Linked DNA regions of Mus musculus: region 2 is linked to region 1. The links are chromatin contacts, called in public HiChIP or PLAC-seq maps. All regions are on one chromosome and are shown on one strand. Each heading gives the region's core, a stretch centred on a gene start, on an enhancer-like site or on the middle of the called end of the contact. The rest is flanking DNA. Distances are from core to core; before and after follow the strand shown.

The links. HiChIP or PLAC-seq counts read pairs in DNA pulled down with a chosen protein or histone mark.
Region 2: an H3K27ac HiChIP or PLAC-seq map of embryonic stem cells shows a contact between it and region 1, with 3 times the contacts expected there. The contact joins two enhancer-like sites. A contact is called at or near these places in 2 of 115 datasets of contacts at active chromatin or transcription factors (both in embryonic stem cells).

The regions. Positions count from the first base shown.
Region 1 is chr11:88,170,763-88,176,666 of GRCm38.p6, forward strand. The region is part of intron 2 of Cuedc1 (CUE domain containing 1); the gene reads left to right. Among named protein-coding and RNA genes, the nearest start is that of Mrps23, 31 kb to the right of the region's middle. Within about 2 kb of position 3,124, at least 146 of the 459 cell types and tissues checked have an H3K27ac peak or open chromatin away from gene starts, as enhancers often do. A contact at or near this core is called in embryonic stem cells, where this site is marked.
Region 2 is chr11:88,736,912-88,742,815 of GRCm38.p6, forward strand. No RefSeq gene overlaps it. Among named protein-coding and RNA genes, the nearest start is that of C030037D09Rik, 21 kb to the left of the region's middle. Within about 2 kb of position 2,475, at least 9 of the 459 cell types and tissues checked have an H3K27ac peak or open chromatin away from gene starts, as enhancers often do. A contact at or near this core is called in embryonic stem cells, where this site is marked.

The sequences.
Region 1 (5,904 bases), core at 1,874-4,373:
TCAAGGGAGGCTGCCCAGATGAAGAGTGGACCAAGTATTCAGGAAATTTCTTGTGATTCTTCTCCCCCATTCTAACTGGTCAATTAAAGGCTAGAGCCTGTGGTTGGACAATGGAAGGGAAAGGTGGAGGTCTTAGAGAGTAGAGGAAGGGTAGGGAACAATGGAGAAATAGGAGGTGGAAGGTAGATGGAGCAGAACCACATGGCCTGGAGAAGCCACAAGTAACAAGGGATCTCGTAGCTGGGGAATAGATTAGTGTAGTGGTAGATCTGCCCACTCTAGGCATATAGTTTATAAATATAATAAGTAGGTTGTGTGTTTTTTACATGGGCTTATTGCAGTCCTGAGGGTTAAACCCAGGGGTTCATACATGCCCTGCAATCCCTATGCCCACACCCCCAGCCCAGGATTTCCCTGTGTGGAGGGTGGGGAGCGGGGTGGAGAGGAGCAGGGGGCAGGGAACATAGAGACTTACATTTACTCTGTAGCTCAGGCAGACCTTGAACTTTCCATCCTCCTGCCTCAACCCCTCGGGTAGCTGGAATGACAAGCATGCTCTACCAGGCCCACCTGAACTCCACTCTCCCCAAAGTCCAGCCTGTGCTGGGCACCTCTAATGCTTCAGAAATACATCTTTTCGTGTTTCTCAAACTTGACCAGAGCAGTCAGTCACCTGTGTTTACATGGGAACTCTGGGCTAGATTTGACTGCAGAAACCCAGACTCCTTGGTCCTCCTGCCTCCCCCTCCCTCCCTTAGTGAGTGCTAGGATTCTTTCTCCATGGAGAAGCTGTGTGGGCAAGGATGACTTGAGCCAGTGTGGTGGTATTTTCTCTCCAAGCACATAGTGGTACAAGGGGGATGTTTGCAATGAGTAGATGATACTAGTGTTTGTGTGTGTATATGTGTGTAAACCAGAGACCAGTTTAGGGTGTTGTTCCTCAGGATCCAGTTACCTTGGTTTTGTGGGGCAGAGCTGGCTAGCTAGTAGTTAGGGTGCTGCAGGGATTTTCTACTGTCTCCACCTCCCCTGGACTGGCATGACTAGTGGGGGCCACCAGCTTTTTATACAGGTACCATGTATTGAACCCAAGACCTTGTGTGGCAAACACCAACTGAGCCATCTTCTCATCAGCCCCGTTGACAATGTCTTTGCGCCTCAGCTTTTTGTCCCCTTTCCCTCTGTTAAACACCCCTTTGACCTGCCTGGATTAGTCAATGGAAAGAACAGTGAAAAATCCAGACGCTTCTCCTTGAAGGGAGGCACGAGTTCACGTGCATGTGTGCACGTGTAGGTGCATTCTTTCAGTGTGAGCTGGGACGTTCCCTGCATGCTTTGACTCTCTATGGCCTTGTTGGTCCTTGGATTCTGGCAAGCGGGGCATATCCTGCTTTGCCCACAGCTCCTATGGCATCACCGACCTCTGCAAGGGTTCCTCAGCCCCCGGGGCAGCCATCCTGTGCTGCGCTTCTGTTCCCAAGCCATCTGCTGTCCACGTTGAGCCCCTTCTGGGCCATCCTTGGCTCTCTCCCAACCCCCACCTTTGGAGGCCTGCCTGGGACCATCAGCAGGCAGCTCCTGAGCCACTGCAAAGTGCTGCGGAAAATTTCTGAGGAGCAGTAGTAAGAGTGACAATAACTACTGACTGGAGAAAGCCCCGTCTCTCGAGGCTGATGGATGGTGGGCTGGCTCAAGGGGTATCCTTGTCACAGAGAAACGGCTCCTGTCAGATAAATGGCCCAGAGCCTGCTTCCCTCCCAGCCTCCGGAACACCTGGCTGGCACTCATCACCCAGTGAGTTGGGCTAGGGGACCACAGAACTTTTAGAGCCAGAAAAGCTCCTTGTGGCTAGAAATGGGGGGGGGGGCACAAAGACGCTGGGGTTCCATTTCTGGGACTACAGATTTTCCTTACTGGCCTGCTCACCACCTGCCTCTTCCCCACTATCAAGCATTGCTCTCTAGAGGGCTGTGTTTGCTGCTCCAGGAAGCTGCACTGTAGTGTATTCACACAGGGCCCGCATGCCTACCTGGGCTCCTTGAGTCTGGGGGCACACCACAGATCAGAAGAAATTCATGGAGCGCTCTGCTCCTCTCCCTCTCACCACACCAGGCCTGGACCCTGTCCCTCAGAGCCAATGGCTGTCAGAAATAGGGGTGTGTGGGCTGGAAGAGGCAGCAGCCAGTCTTCTGGGTACCCTAGGATCTTGCTGAGCACCTCCTGTGCTAGGCAACGGGGTGTCACCAGGAGCCCATTCCTCACACCATCTCCCCACCCCCACATCCTTTTCCTTCCTGGTGGAATGTGGGGTGAGCAGTGCAGTGGCCTGGCCAGCCAGGCGGCCTCATTCTTCTTCTGCAGAAGCATCTGTTTAAATACTTTCTGTCTCACAGGAAAGAACGCGCATTCCAGGGCGGGAGCCTCCTTGGGTCAGGCTGGCGTGCAGAGCATTGCAGTGTGCTCACTGCCAGGGAGTCTCTGCCAGCCTTCTTGTTCTGGGCGCAGCTGGGTTAGGAGTCAGCTGTATCAATGGAACCTGGCCCAGAAGAAGCAGAGACATAGCTTTAGGGGTGTCTTCTCCAAACCCAGGGTTCAAGCAGGGTTGGGGACTTAGGGTCTGAGTCAGTCAGGGTCTCTGAGCCCTTCCCAGGTTCTTTGGTCTCTGAGAAAGTGGGGACTGAGCTGTGGGGGAGGGGTGGGGGGAGGGGTGTGCTGGGGATCTGCCCAGATGCCTCGGGGTGGGGTGGGGGTGGGGGGGGCGGCAGATTCATATCCACTGGATCACAGGAAGTTGGCTTCACCCTATCTGTCCTTAACCTTTCCCTGCCCTGCTTTCTCAGTGAAGAGAAAAGGGTCCGGAGGGACAGTAGGCAGCTAGGCTGCTCACCCTGAGCATCTATCTTACTTAGGTGTGCAGGCTGCCTGAGGGGAGGGCGTGACTGCAAAGCCCTCCTCGTTGAAGATTCCGACCTAAAGCCAGTGGGTGTTTTTGCCCTATTAACCAGTCATCGGCCTCACAGGGCCTGTTATCTGATTCTCAGCAGACAGGACAGGAGGATCAGAAGTGGTCTGTTCTGCGGTCCTTTGAGCTGTGACACCATCTTAGTCAGAACTGCTCTGACTTCCTACACCAGCCCTTCAGCAAGCTTGGGCCTGTTCCCTCACGGCAGGCAGGAGGGTCATTAGAGGGTCACCTGTGGTTTTAGCCCCTCCCTCTCTCCTATAGCCACCTCCCAGTGGGTTGCATTTTTGCTCCAGCTGCAGATGGATTCGAGAGATGCTGGAGTAGTCAAGGGGTTAGCTAACTGGGGGTGGGGGTGGGGGCTCTATGCAGCTTTCAAGAGGTTGTTATCCTATCTGTGTTTGGTTGGGCCTTTGGTGATACAACTGTTGTGGTGGTGCTGGTGGGGGCACTCCTAGACTTGGGTGAGATCACTTCTTTGGCCAGTCATTGGTGTTCTCTCTTCTTCACATCTTCCCAAGAGAAGTAATGAGACAGGTTCAAGGCCAGCCAGGACAACTTAGTGAGACACTATTTCAGAACAAAAGTAAAAAGAACTAGGCTGTACCTCCCTGGTAGAGTTCGTGCCTCATGTGCTTGAGGCTCTGCATTCAATTCCAGATACCACAAAACAAATAAAACACACTCGGGCCTTAATGTGCTCATCTATAAAATGGGCCTTTACTTGCCAGGCTGGGGTTAAGAGAAGAGATATAGTAGTGCACCGAAGGAGGGTATAGATGACATCATCAGAGAAGAGTACAGAGGACACAGGGTCTCAAGTGTGCAGTCCACTGAGGTTGCATAGCATGTACATACCATGTGATAGGCACCCAGATAAACCTCTTCCACAGGCCCCAGAGTCCCCAGCACCTCCTCCCATTCTCACCAACTGTCTTAGTCAGGGTTTCTATTCCTGCACAAACATCATGACCAAGAAGCAAGTTGGGGAGGAAGGGGTTTATTCGGCTTACATTTCCATACTGCTGTTGATCACCAAAGGAAGTCAGGACTGGAACTCAAGCAGGTCAGAAAGCAGGAGCTGATGCAAAGGCCATGGAGGGATGTTCTTTACTGGCTTGCTTCACCTGGCTTGCTCAGCCTGCTCTCTTATAAAACCCAAGACTACCAGCCCAGAGATGGTCCCACCCACAAGGGGCCTTTCCCCCTTGATCACTAATTGAGAAAATGCCTTACAGTTGGATCTCATGGAGGCATTTCCTCAACTGAAGTTCCTTTCTCTGTGATAACTCCAGCTGTGTCAAGTTGACACAAAACTAGCCAGTACAATTGACCCCTTGTCAACTTGACACACAAAAACATCACTAGTAAGCCTTAACCCTTACAATCTTATTCATCCCCAAGATCTAAATAACTTTAAAAGTCGCACAGCCTTTACATATTCTTAAAATTTCAATCTCTTTAAAATATCCATCTCTTTTAAAATCCAAAGTCTTTTTACAATTAAAAGTCTCTTAACTGTGGGCTCCACTAAAACAGTTTCTTCCTTCAAGAGGTAAAATATCAAGGCACAGTCACAATCAAAAGCAAAAGTCAGTCTCCAACTGTCCAATGTCTGGGATCCAACTCAGGACTCCTCCAAGGGCTTGGGTCACTTCTCCAGCCATGCCCTTTGTAGCACACGCGTCATCTCTAGGCTCCAGATGCCTGTACCCCACTGCTGCTGCTGCTCTTGGTGGTCATCTCATGGTACTGGCATCTCCAAAACACTGCATGACCCCTTCAGTCCTGGGCCTTCAATTGCAACTGAGGCTGCACCTTCACCAATGGCCTTCCATGGCCTCTCACAGTGCCGAGCCTCAGCTGCTTTGCGTGACCCCTTCATGCCTTCAAAACCAGTACCACCTGGGTGACCCGTACATATTACCAAGTCCCGCTGCAGCAGGAGTACAACCTTGGCCATCTCTGGAACACAGCCTCTTTGTGCTTTCAGAAAACACTTCCCAGAAGATGTCACCTCATTGATGCTGGTCTCTTCTTAATCACCGCTAATTTCTTAGCTCTAGCTAACCAGCATCAATAGTCCCAGTAATGCAAAGTTTTTGCTTTGGTAGTTCTGGTATCTTGTTAATCACAGCTGATTCTTCAGCCCCAGCTAACCAGAACTACAGAATCTTCACAATCAAAACAGCAATGGCCCTAAAAAGAGTTTTTAATTTTCCCTCTGAAATTTCACAAACCAGAGCTCCATCTTCTGCAGTGTTCTCAACATTACCTTCCAAGCTCCTACACGACATCCGACAGAGCTCTTAACAACGGTTGAATCTTCAAGCCCAAAGTTCTAAAGTCCTTCCACAGCCCTCCCCAAAACATGGTCAGATTGTCACAGGAATACCCCACTCCTGGTACCAATTTGTCTTAGTCAGGGTTTCTATTCCTGCACAAACATCATGACCAAGAAGCAAGTTGGGGAGGAAGGGGTTTATTCGGCTTACATTTCCATACTGCTGTTGATCACCAAAGGATGCAGGACTGGAACTCAAGCAGGTCAAAAAGCAGGAGCTGATGCAGAGGCCATGGAGGGATGTTCTTTACTGGCTTGCTTCACCTGGCTTGCTCAGCCTGCTCTCTTTTTTTTTTTTTTTTTTTGACATTACATATTCATGTTTTTATTTTCTTTTTCTTTTTTCTTTTTTTTCTTTTTTTTTTTTTGGCAAAATAGAATAATACACTGTGCCCACACCTCTCAAGTCTTAGTGAACATTTCAGAAGTGAGAGTTTAAAACTTTAAATGGATGACTACACAGCAGGACACAGAATTATACTGTTGCACACTTGAACTCACAGCTCACACTAAACAAAAGGGATTTGGAATGCATCTAGAGCTGAAAGGGAACATTAAAATGCAAACCCACATTCGTTAAAGCATGAAATAAAACATT
Region 2 (5,904 bases), core at 1,225-3,724, 570 kb after region 1:
CAGGCATGCATGCAGGCAGAACACTGTATGCATAATAAATAAACAAATAAATCTAAAAAGATACACTATATCTATAGAGACAAATGATAGACTCATGTGGCTACATATGTAACTACATGTATCTGCAAGTGTACCATCCCATGTGCCCATGTACTGACCATCCATGGTCAGATCAGTTTGCTGTGAAGTTCAGGGGACAGAATCTCATTGCACTCTGTGTCAACAGCAACTCAGGAATGCAATACAAATGGTGTCCCTGGGTGTTGCCCAATACAGAAGCTCTGCTGACTTAGCGCATGTAGTTAACATCCTTTTGGAGTATACAGCGAGTGGAATAAAATCAGTTGCCTGTGGGCAAACAAGGTAGGGTGGCTCAGGAGTGGGGAGACCCCACACAGTGAAGCTTCAGTGTCCTCTCAACTTAGAACGATGCAAATGTGTAGTGGAATAAGAAGAGTTGGGAAAGAGGTGGATACACATATTTAAAGCTAATATATAAAAATAGCAGTGTGTGTGGAAGAGTTGGGGAAATACAGACAAGTACTGAAAAGTATGGAAGCAAGAACTACAATTACACACAATGCTTTCTTCATCCTGACCCCAACCCCTGGTCTCTGCTTTGCTCTGTGTGCCTGTCTTGAGTACTTTGAAGGTCTGGAGGGGAGGAGGCACAGGTGTGTCCATGTTTTTGACATGTCTGTATGACATTGTCATCTACAAACTTCATGCTTAAGAGCCATGCAATTGGCTGGGTGGCGGTGGTGCATACTTTTAATCCTGGCATTTGGGAGACACAGGCAGGCAGATAAATCTCTGTGAGTTAGAGGCCAGCCTGATTTACAGAGTGAGTTTCAAGACAGTCAGGGCTGTTACACAGAGAAACACTATCTTGAAAAACAAACAAACAAACAAACAGAACCTTGCAATTGAATTACCCAAAAGAGAAAGAAAAATATCTCTCTCTCTCTCTCTCTCTCTCTCTCTCTTTCTCTCTCTCTCTCTCTCTCTCTCTCACACACACACACACACACACACACACACACCCCAGAACCCCTTATAATGTTTGCCTAAGTTTACAGTTTCATCGCAGGCAATACTCATGACTATTTCCAGCTCATGTTAGCCTCCAGGCTACAGGTTAGAAGTGTTACTAACAAACCTGGCCTGACACTTGCTTTGGTCAATAAAACTTTATTGGAACATATAGCCACACTTATTTGGTTATGTACCTAAGTTTCTAGATCCTACTGCAACAGCACCATTTAGTTGTGATAAAGAACCTGTGGTTCTCAAAACTCAAAGTATTGGGCAGGGTGGGCTGCCTCAGACCTGCTCTCCCAAGCCAAGGCAGAGGGATCACCTTGAGTTCAGAGTGTATGAAACACTATAGGCTGATTAGGATCAGCCTGGCCTACATAGTTCCAGGACAGCTAGGGCTACATAGGGAAACAAGAATATTTGCTATTGCATTGTCTGTGGAGAAAATCTACAGATGCTAATATAGAGAAAAGGATAGATTTTTTTGAGTGAGCATGTCAGGCTTAAGTGTGGGTGTGTCTGGGGTCTCAGCACCATTCCTACACAGTTGTAGAAGCTTGATGGTAATGTATATGAAACCCATCCTGCATCTTTTGTGGCTTCTGTTTATTAATTTTTCAGACAGTGTGAAGACCACAGCTATATTTTGATTACTGCTTTCCTTTCATCTAACATTATAGCACAAGTAATTTTCTCCCTTCCTGAAATTATTCATAAGCATTTGCTTTCTCTTTCCTGTTTAGTTTAACTTTTATTCTGGGTTTTATTAACAACTTGGGAAAGTAGAAAGAATAGCATAATAACACATACCTCTTCCATAAAAACTGGTAACATTCGGTCTTAGGGATTTCATCTACTCTGTTGCTGAAGTAGTTTAACAAAATTGCAGATACTATGACATTTTTATTGTAAATGCATCCATATGTATCCCAAGGGATTTTTTTTCATATAACTTGAAATCAATTTTTTTCTTTTTTCTGTCTATCTTACCTATCGATCATCTATCTATCTATCTCTCTATCTTTCCATCTGTCGGGCAACGTCTCACTGTGTAGCTCTGGCTAGCCTGGAACTAATTGTGTAGATCATGTTGGCCTGAAATTCACATAGCTCCACCTGCGTCTGCCTCCCAGGCAGTGGGAATCAAGGCGTTCACCACCATGCCCAGCCAATAACTCCTTGATAACCACCGACACCCACTCTGTGTACTTGTTTCTCAGTTGTTCCCCTTACTTCTTTCACATGATTTCTTTCAAACCAGGGTCTACTCAGGAGCCAGTCACTGCTTCCGAAGATCTCATGTCCTTTTTAAAGCGACATCAATCTGTCACCCTAGTCCCCAGCCAACCCTCTCCAACCCACTTTCTTTGTGTATATCCTTGACCTGTGAATGAGGCAGGCTAGATGGACAGTCTACTAAGTCGCCGAAGGCACCAGGATACGTAAACCCATTTCCTTGATTCTGGATATTTCAGTGGAGTCCTTAGTACAGACAGGGCCACAAAGGACATCTTTCTTAAACTCTCAATTGGCATGAAAATAAATGTATACAATTCTTTATTACAGTTATTAACCTGCCCCTTCTTCCCTTTCTTGGTTTTTTTTTTGTGGGGTGGGGCGTTCGAGACAGGGTTTCTCTATGTAGCCCTGGAACTCACTCTGTAGACCTCGAACTCAGACTCAGAAATCCGCCTGCCTCTGCCGCCCAAGTGCTGGGATTAAAGGCGTGGGCCACACGCCTGGATTCCTTTTTTCTAATTCACAGACTTTTTTTCTAATCCATGAACTGTGGCGTCACCTGCTGCCTTCCTAGGGTCCCTCTGCTTTTCCAGGAACTCAGTTTTGTCACTAAGTAGGGTGGGGACAGCTCTAGGCAAACTAGCTCTTTTGTAGATAGCATCTCTTTCCACAGCCCAGGCTAGCCTCAAGCCCAGAACAATCCTGCCTCGGCCTGGAGTGCTGAGCCTACAGGTGTGAGCCATCTTGCTTGGCTTCAACCTGTCTTCTTTTATTCAGATAGAGTGAGCCTTGTCATACTGTCTCCTCCAGTCGTCCCGCATCTCCTCACCCTGCCAAAATGCTGCCCACCCGGAAGCACCCCCCCTCCTCCAGTGAACATATTCTGGATGATATCTTTCTGTCCCTGGTCCTTCCTGCTTCTGTGCCACTCTGATGATGTCACCGCTGCTGGGTTGTTGTTGTTAGCTGACCATTGTTCTTCCTGTTAAATCCTGGAGAATGGGAACTAATGATCTCAAGTCTGATGCCCACCGGGCCTTACTGACAGGAGAAGCAAACACGTGAGAAATCAGAGGGTTGTGAGGTCAGAGTTAGCCACCCTTATGAGAAAGCTGGGTGGCCCCAGGCATGTCATTGTCCCTTTATAAGCCCCCATCAAAAAGAAAGCAAGACCTACTAATGCAGACCTGGACTCCTAGCTACTAAGGAGGCTGGGCAGGAGGGTAACAAATTCAAGACTTGCCTAAGCTACAGAGTGAGTTCCTGGCCAGCCTGGGCAAATTATAGAGACCCTTTCTAGTTTAGTGGTGAGTGCTTGCTCACACATAGAGAAAGAATAAGATGACAGCCACTTGTTATTAAAAGGAATGTGTGGCCGGGCGTGCTGGCACATGCCTTTAATCCCAGCACTGGGGAGGCAGAGGCAGGCAGATTTCTGAGTTCAAGGCCAGCCTGGTCTACAAAGTGAGTTCCAGGACAGCCAGGGCTACACAGAGAAACCCTGTCTCAAAAAACCAAAAAAAAAAAAAAAAGGAATGTGTGAATTTGTACTTAGAATGACAGGAAACTGAGAAACAGAGACAGGACACCAGTGTTTGTCACAATAAAACCAATGTTGGTTGAACAACACCCCACAGGACTTGTTCACAAATGATAAGAAACAAAAGGGATACAATCTTTTTTTTTTTTTTTTTTTTTTTTTTGGTTTTTCGAGACAGGGTTTCTCTGTGTAGCCCTGGCTCTCCTGGAACTCACTCTGTAGACCAGGCTGGCCTCCAACTCAGAAATTCACCTGCCTCTGCCTCCCAAATGCTGGGATTAAAAGCATGTACCACCACAGCCCAGCCAAGGGATACAATCTTAATTGAAGTAAAAATAATATCCCAAGATGAGCTAAAGACCATCAAAGTGTAAAAATGGAAGCAAATAGCCTCATAAATAAACTAGGTGACATGAAGAAGTGAGGTATTAAAATGTCCCTATCCTCGGATGCAGGATGAAGTATGATGTTCAGTCTTGGGATATCTTCAGGAGTCCCAGGCAAACTGTGAAGCTGGGATGCATTAAGGAGTTCACTGTCTCCGATGCCCAACTCGGTGCTGACAGAGGCCCTTGTTTGTGATGACAGCCTAAACCAGCAGCAGGCCAGTGCCGATCTCTTTGAGAGCCACAGGTAGCTGAGAAAGCAATTTGAAAGGTTAAGATTGCTTTTCAAATACACAGTTAGATTAACCTCCAAAACCAGTATTGAGCTTTCAGTGGGTGCTGTGTGTTGGCACGATATAAATGAAGTCTGTTGAATTGTGAAACGTGAATCTTTTTCTTTGTGTGAGACCAATTTTCATTTCCGGAAACATGGCAGGATCAATACACTTATTGAAAAGTAACTAAATATTCTGGCATCAAAATAAATCCTTCAAGGGCCTCGGAGAATGAATGACTGATGACGTGAGGAAATTGTACCTGGGATCAAGTTGGAGCATTTGCTGAGCCCAGTGAACTTGACCTTTGATGATGATGTCCTCAGAAAAAAAAGTTTGAGAGGTGATCTTCCCACACAGATGTGGAACATCTTAGAGTAAACTTAGAACCTTCAAAAATCACAGTCCCTTAATTTACACTGATGTATGGTGTACACGTGTGTACCTGTGAGTGTGTGTGTGTGTGTGCGCGCACAGAAATTACCTCCAAATAGTCAAACCACAAGCTATCTGTGATGCTTTCGATCAGTTTATGGCAAAAGAAATCTACCCAATGGGTGATCTGGATACCCCAAGGGAGGAGAATGTACCTGGAGTGGCCCTGAGACACGGCAGGAACAAAAGGAGGGCCTTTAAAATAGAGAAAACCAAATTTATCCCAGGCTGCAAAGCATCCCACAACCACAATATCAAGGAAGACTCTCAAAGTTAGATGGCAGAGAGAAAGAAATTAGCTAACCATCCAGCAGAATAAAGCACTTAAGAGCTAAGAGTGGGAGGTGGGAGAGAAGCAGGGGCAAACCTGCAGAATTCTGCAGTGGTAAGATAAGGCACTAGCCACGGGTGCCTAACACGCTTGGAAAAAAATAGACTTCATTCACAGGAGTATACGCAGGAAACCATAGGAATGATCAAGCCGTTTAAAAAAAGAGTCGTAAAAGAACCAGAAAACAAAATAATAATGGAGCAGTGGTGGCGGGGGTGGGGGCTGGGTGGGTGGGGGGTGGGGGAGTGGGGTGGGTGGGGGGTGGGTGGGTAGAGAGGTGGGGGAGTGGGGGGCGGGGGGGGGAAACGGGGAGGGGAGGTGTGGGCGGGGAGGCAGTTGGGAATGGATGGCCCTTCAGTTAAGAGGTTAAGAGCACTTGGCATTCTTCCGGAGGACCCAAGTTCAGTTCCCAGCACCCACATCTGGTGGCTCACAGCTGCCTGGGAGCCTGACATTCTCTCCTGGCCTCCACAGGCACCTGTACTCCTACACATACCCCACACATAGACACATGCCCCTACACATCATTAAAGCCCAGTAAAGAGAGATCCTAGATGATCTCTTAGATCTGTAGGACAGATCTCCTAGAGTAAATCCGTGTGAAGATCTGTCTCTCTAGCCACCCCCCCCCCCACACACACACCAGTGCATTTTCACACA